2 separate regions of the Hordeum vulgare genome follow, and region 1 is linked to region 2. A link is a contact called in public Hi-C data. All regions are on one chromosome and are shown on one strand. Each heading gives the region's core, a stretch centred on a gene start, on an enhancer-like site or on the middle of the called end of the contact. The rest is flanking DNA. Distances are from core to core; before and after follow the strand shown.

Evidence for each region. A called contact is a pair of places that touch in the nucleus more often than the background predicts.
Region 1: a Hi-C map of leaf shows a contact between it and region 2, with 2.9 times the contacts expected there. The contact joins the promoter of LOC123401417 here to the enhancer-like site in region 2. A contact is called at or near these places in 4 of 6 Hi-C or Micro-C datasets (leaf and seedling).

What each region holds. Positions count from the first base shown.
Region 1 is chr6H:348,889,676-348,892,634 of MorexV3_pseudomolecules_assembly, forward strand. It overlaps LOC123401417 (acetolactate synthase small subunit 2, chloroplastic-like), which reads left to right and starts at 1,453. Exons shown (of 12, transcript XM_045095213.1): 1 at 1,453-1,683; 2 at 1,795-2,020. The coding sequence starts at 1,499.
Region 2 is chr6H:348,738,937-348,742,024 of MorexV3_pseudomolecules_assembly, forward strand. No RefSeq gene overlaps it. Among protein-coding and RNA genes, the nearest start is that of LOC123401417, 150 kb to the right of the region's middle. Within about 2 kb of position 1,470, at least 3 of the 3 cell types and tissues checked have open chromatin away from gene starts, as enhancers often do. A contact at or near this core is called in leaf and seedling, where this site is marked.

The DNA.
Region 1 (2,959 bases), core at 203-2,702, 150 kb after region 2:
CTTACTTGCAAACACTTCGAGTTACTTGACTACCGAGGATGCAACAACCTCCTTGTATGTAACCCAATGCAAATTGGACTTGATACACATTGTCTTCATTCGACACTTGTGTGCCGACCCAACATCATTTCTTCCTAATAATTCAACTTGGTCACTTGGATCAACCCACTTCAATCTTATCTGTGTTTCTTCCACAATCTCTTCATAAGTAGGACTCTCAAGAAATATCAACTCTTGCTCATACTTGTCAATAATATCAACATTCATGAATGCCTCTTTGTCAACATAATGAATATTCACAACCTTGTCCATCTAAAAAATGAAACAAAAGTACCAATGCTAAGTATAACACATTCCTCACAAAACAACTAAGAAACTTCTATGTCCATCCAAATTAAGCATTACCCAAACCCTAACCCTAACCCTATATCTTAACAATAAGCATAACCCAACCAATACAATGCAACATTATTGGCACAACTATACTCATTAGTATACACTAAGAACATCACATTTTGAAACAATCTTCAAAACTAGGGTTAGAAAACAAATGAACAAAAAACCACCCAAAATATATAAATCCAACCAATCAAAATTTAAGAGATGAAGGAGATTACCTCAAGCAACGGAAATGACACCGGATCCACACACCAAATCAATCCTTTTGGAGGGATTTGAGAGGGGACAAGTGGGGGAGAAAAGGTGAAAAAAGGGGCCGCAGCTCGCGGAAGAGGTGGGGAAGAAGAGAGTGAGTGGAATGATGGCCTGATGGGAGAGGGCGGTGCTCAAACAAATATCTTAGACATAAACGCCATGGTGCCTGGCGTTGCACCCCTACGTGGAAACGCCATGAGTAGCTGGCGTTGCACCCCAGCAGAAACGCACACTAGTACGACGTTTCAGTAATGTACACACGTAGAGTATTATGGCGTTTCTTAGTTGATCAGAAACACCATGATTTCTGACGTTTTAAAAAAAGTCAAAACGTGAAATTCTTTTTCGGCGAGTTCATTCTGTCCAATACTTTCGTCACGAGGATCAGAACAATAATTTTGTCCGCACAATGGGTACGTGGGAGAACAACCTTCGGCTGTTGTGCTGTCTTTATGTTTCGTCCGGGCCTCTGGGCAAATACTTTGCGCAGCCTGCCGTGCGGAGAAACGACGAACTGGCATGCTGCGTGTGTGTATCTTTCTTGCGCAAAGATGGCTTTGCGCCTTCGCCCCCATCAGACAACTGCGGATACGCCTCCTTTCTATAGCTCTCCCGCACGCAAATCGTAGCATCATCAGGCCGCGGGTTCTACTACTTACTACTCCAGCGCCCAACGGAAAACGTGGTCACCCGTGACACATGGGCGGATCACACTGTCAGGCATGCGCGGCGGGGGGCAGCTCCGTAATTTCCCCCCTCATAAACCCTACTGCTGTTATGTTAAACCAACACACTGTCCCGTCCAGCACTTCCAGATAGCCACCAACCCCGCCCTCCAATATCCATGTCCGTCGCCACCGCCCACCACCTCCGGCCGTCGCCATCGGCGGCCCCCGACCGTCTCACTCGATGCGCCGCGCGCGTCTCCTTCCGCCCCTTGCGCCGCCGCGGAGTCGCCGCGGGGGCTAGCGCCGGCGGCGAGGCAACCGCCACCGTGTCGACGGTCGCCGCGGGCGCCAAGAGGGATCCGTAAGCGCCTCTCCCCGCCGCAATGCGCTCTCCGTTTTTGATACTTCGCGCCTGAATCCCGTCTTGCTGCGCGCGTTGCTTCTTTGAGCTGACTTTGATGGGAGTTGCTAGCCGGGATTGCAGGGTGCGGCGCCACACGATTTCTGTGTTCGTCGGGGACGAGAGCGGCATGATAAACAGGATTGCCGGGGTCTTCGCAAGGAGAGGCTACAACATCGAGTCCCTCGCCGTGGGGCTCAACAAGGATAAGGCCCTCTTCACCATCGTCGTCTCGGGGACGGACAGGGTGCTCAAGCAAGTCATTGAGCAGCTCAATAAGCTTGTCAACGTCTTGAATGTGAGCCTGCCGTTCCACATTTGAACCAATTTATTACTCCGTATATGGTTAGGAGGAGTAAACCATTCGGATTTCATGCCACTTGGTTTCAACAGCCTTCATAAGATTCCACTGACTTCAAAATTTTCTTTCAGCTCTAGCAATACAGTATACAGTATAAAATGCTAGAGCATAGCAGTTTCTAATTTAATCTTAAACACCTTAGCCGTATTCTGCGATAATACTCCATTCCGTTATAATCACAACTTCAATAGTCATTTCGACATTGGAAAAAAGCTCCTTCTGTGGATGTTCTGCATTTGTTGTTGTAGAACCATCAAGGAACTACACCTTTTAGGAATAATTTGATGGAACTATACACCTTTTCTTGCACAGGTATCCTGCACCTTTTTAGCTCTCCTGTATATCTTACAACCTGGCCCCACTACATAGTCTCACAGAGTCTTGTAGTTTCCCATTATGCATAGGCGGGTACAATGTGACTCAACCTAGGTGTAATGAGCTTTGCCTGGTAGACTACTCACAATGGGGAGTAACATAGAGTAGCAACATGCATATGTTATTAGTCTAAGTTACTACCTCCACAGTGGATAGTAACATAGGGGTAGTAACATTGAGCCTTTCATTTATTAGCTTATAGACTCATCTTATCTTAGTATGCGTTATGTTACTCATACTATGAGTAACTAGCTAAGTTACTCAATTTCTCTTTCTTCTCATTAATTAGGTGCCACATCATATTTTTTGCTTAGGTGGCATCTATGTTACTATCTATGTTACTCCCATTGTGGGTAGTCTTATGTTGGTCCAAGGATTAGTGAACATTTCTGTGCCACTTTCCTAGTTATTTCGGTTCAAGGTGTAACAGCAACTCCAACGCGCCGACCCATTTCGTCCGCGTGTGTCCGTTTGGGTCTCGGCGAACAAAAAAGTCGGCCC
Region 2 (3,088 bases), core at 220-2,719:
AATAAACTAACACGATCACATGCTATGTTCATAGTTTCGGTCTTGTCCATCACATCATTCTCCTAATGATGTGATCCCGTTATCAAACGACATCTCATGTCTATAGTTAGGAAACCTTGACCATCTTTGATCAACGAGCTAGTCCTGAGACGCTCACTAGAGACAGTGTGTTGTCTATGTACCCACACATGTATTTGAGTTTCTAATCAATACAATTCTAGCATGGATAATAAACAGATATCATGAAAAGGAAATATAATAATAACTAATTTATTATTGCCTCTAGGGCATATTTCCAACACGTCTTCCCCACCATGGTGCCAAGTCCTTTTGTTGTCGGCGTGAAGTAGAAGAGGCAAGGAAACCATGTCATCCATGGAGTCGTGCCCGCCGCCGCGCCACATTATTCCATTGCGCTCCCTCCCGTCTTGGGATCCGGCTCAAGGACGGGCGCCTCCTCTACCCTCTCCGGCGAACGGCCAAAGTCGCAAGCCAAGGGCCCGAGGAAGAAGGTGACGACGGCTTGAGGACGGGCGCCTCCTCCACCCAATCTGGTGGCCCACATGCCCCTTCAACTTCATTGGACTCCACAACGTGTTCGACGAAACTGCAAAGAGGTGCCACAAAAATCCCCTTTGTACAGCAGAACTTTGGTTCGACTTTGTCTTCTTTGCACTGGTGGTGGTGGTGGTTTGGGCAAATGTGTGGTTTTTTACAATGGTGGTGGTGCTGCTGCTTTCGGCAATGGAGGTGGTGGCGGTGGTGCTTTCGGCGATGGAGGTGGTGGTGGTGATGCTTCGGCCAATGGAAGTGGTGATGCTTCGGCCAATGAACTTGGTGCTGGTTTCGGCAACGAAGGTGATGGTGGCGGTGCTTCCGGCAATGGTGGTGATCATTCTTTGGCTAATGTTGCTGATGAAGATGGTGCTATGGCCAATGATGATCTCTAGTGGTGCTTGATTGTTTGATTGCGTATTTTTTTGGACAAACTTGCTACATTATATATTGTGCATGATTTTGGATGTGAACTATTGTCATGTGAGTTTTTACTCTGTGTATAAGAACTATTTATATGAATTTGTAGTTGATGTGAGTTTACGCGATCTGTTTCGTCCTGAAGCCCTAGTGGTACCGTAAATCAGTTTTGGGGGAACTGTAAATTGATTTAGTGGGAGGCTATATTGCAGGATCTGCTGGAGATGCTTTTATAGTATTATATCATGTTTCGGTGCAGTTAAAGAACGGAGGGTTGATCTGAATGCCGTAACTTAGTAGTACAGTTCATGGTTCATATATTATAGATAATATCGAAATCTTATGGCTTAACCTTTAAGCTCCAGCTTCTTCATAGATTAAGTAACGAGTTATCTTTTTTAGTACTTATAAAATCAAGAGTCGCTCCGGGCTTTGCCCATGCAAAGCTTAAAGGCGAGGCAGCACGTCATGCATGTGGAATCGTGTGCTTCTGCTCAGCTGCTCCTGATCTCTTTTCTGAGATCCTTCCCGTTGCAACGCCTCAATACAAACAGTGGTCTCCATGTTTGGACGGCGATTGTTGCGACTTGCGAGTGCGTGCTTTTTTTGAGGTAGTGGATCAGTTTGGTTGGTTCATGTCCATTTTGGGGCCTCAGTTTCCGAGAGTGGATCAGACCAGACTTGTTCCCGCTTAGCTGCTGCTGCTACTAGACTATTTTTTTTTGCGAGATTGCTGCTAGTAGTACTAGACTTCAGTCGCACTCACCACGAAAGCCCATAGCGGGGCAGACGAATCTAATCTGCGTTACACTTGATCGATAGGTGGGCTCCGCGGTGAGCGACAGCTTCCTTGCCATGGTCGTACGTCAACACCGTGTCTGTGTGATTAGTCCGCGTCTCGCGTGGTTGTGGATTTCACGACGGGAAAACGTCGGCGTCTGGACGGATTCCTCCCCGCGGCCATGTCGGACGCGGGCGTCGATGTCGCTGCGCACCACGACAGCGAGTGCTCCCCCACTTGCCATGCCCGCCCGCCCGTCGCGACTGTGCTTGGCTTGGCTCGTGGCGCGAAAGTGCTACCCCTTTCAAGTAGAGCGTGTCTCCTTTTTACTCTACTAAGAACATCTTTAGCAGACACATAAAAATATTATGAGCTAAAATAATTTTAGCGTATTATTATAGCACTTTTAGTACGTTGGGGCCTATATTGGTTTTTTAGATGTTTTAAAACGCGCGTCAAAAGACACTGTTCGGTCTGATCGTTTAGTTTATTCTCTTCTGTGACTTATTACGCAATCGGTCTTGTTAACCCAAAACGAGGAAAGATTGCCCAGCATGATGGGAATATATGGTGTATTAAATAAATAGAATTAAACCAGTTGCAGTTAGGATTTAAAAAAGCACAGCTCTATATTTTTTTCCTTGATAACTACCGAGTATTGCACCAAGGATTTACAGAAAATACTGATTACTGGTTTGGTTAAATTTGAACCATTTTATGATAGTTGTGGCATGCACGTTAAGGCCATATGGCAAAGAAGAGACATGAGTTAACGGTTGTGAGCCAAGTTGTTGGATGCGGTTAAAACCGACCGTGTGACCCTCTCTCTTACCCCCGCTCACTCTGTGTGTCTCTTGCTTCTCTCTTTGCTCGAGTCGTTGCTGACACCGATGATGTTGTTGCTTCTCGCTCCCACTCCATCCTGGAATGTTGGGGAGTGGAGCGACGACTCCTCGACCTCGACCTCAGCGTGGATACAAGCACATATGTAAGTGATTTAGATGCAAGAGTTACGGATTTCGAATTTGTTTTTTTTATTTGGAAATCGATTTTAGTTCATTTCTTGGATTTCTTCTCGCGCGTCGATTTGAAGGTCGCTCAAACCACTGAAGACTTGCATTCCCGTGACATTGACCTAGGAGTACCTCACTACTGCCACCTCCACCCCACCAAACCTGTGAATGCATGGCCTTTGAAGGGATTCACAGTCGGAATATTTTATCTAGGTAGTCTCACAATGTGATTATTTCATATTCAAAAGAGATATGCACATTCTCATGTGAGTGTTGAGATTAGTGGTAGCAGTGATAGCATTACTGCTCATAGTTAAAA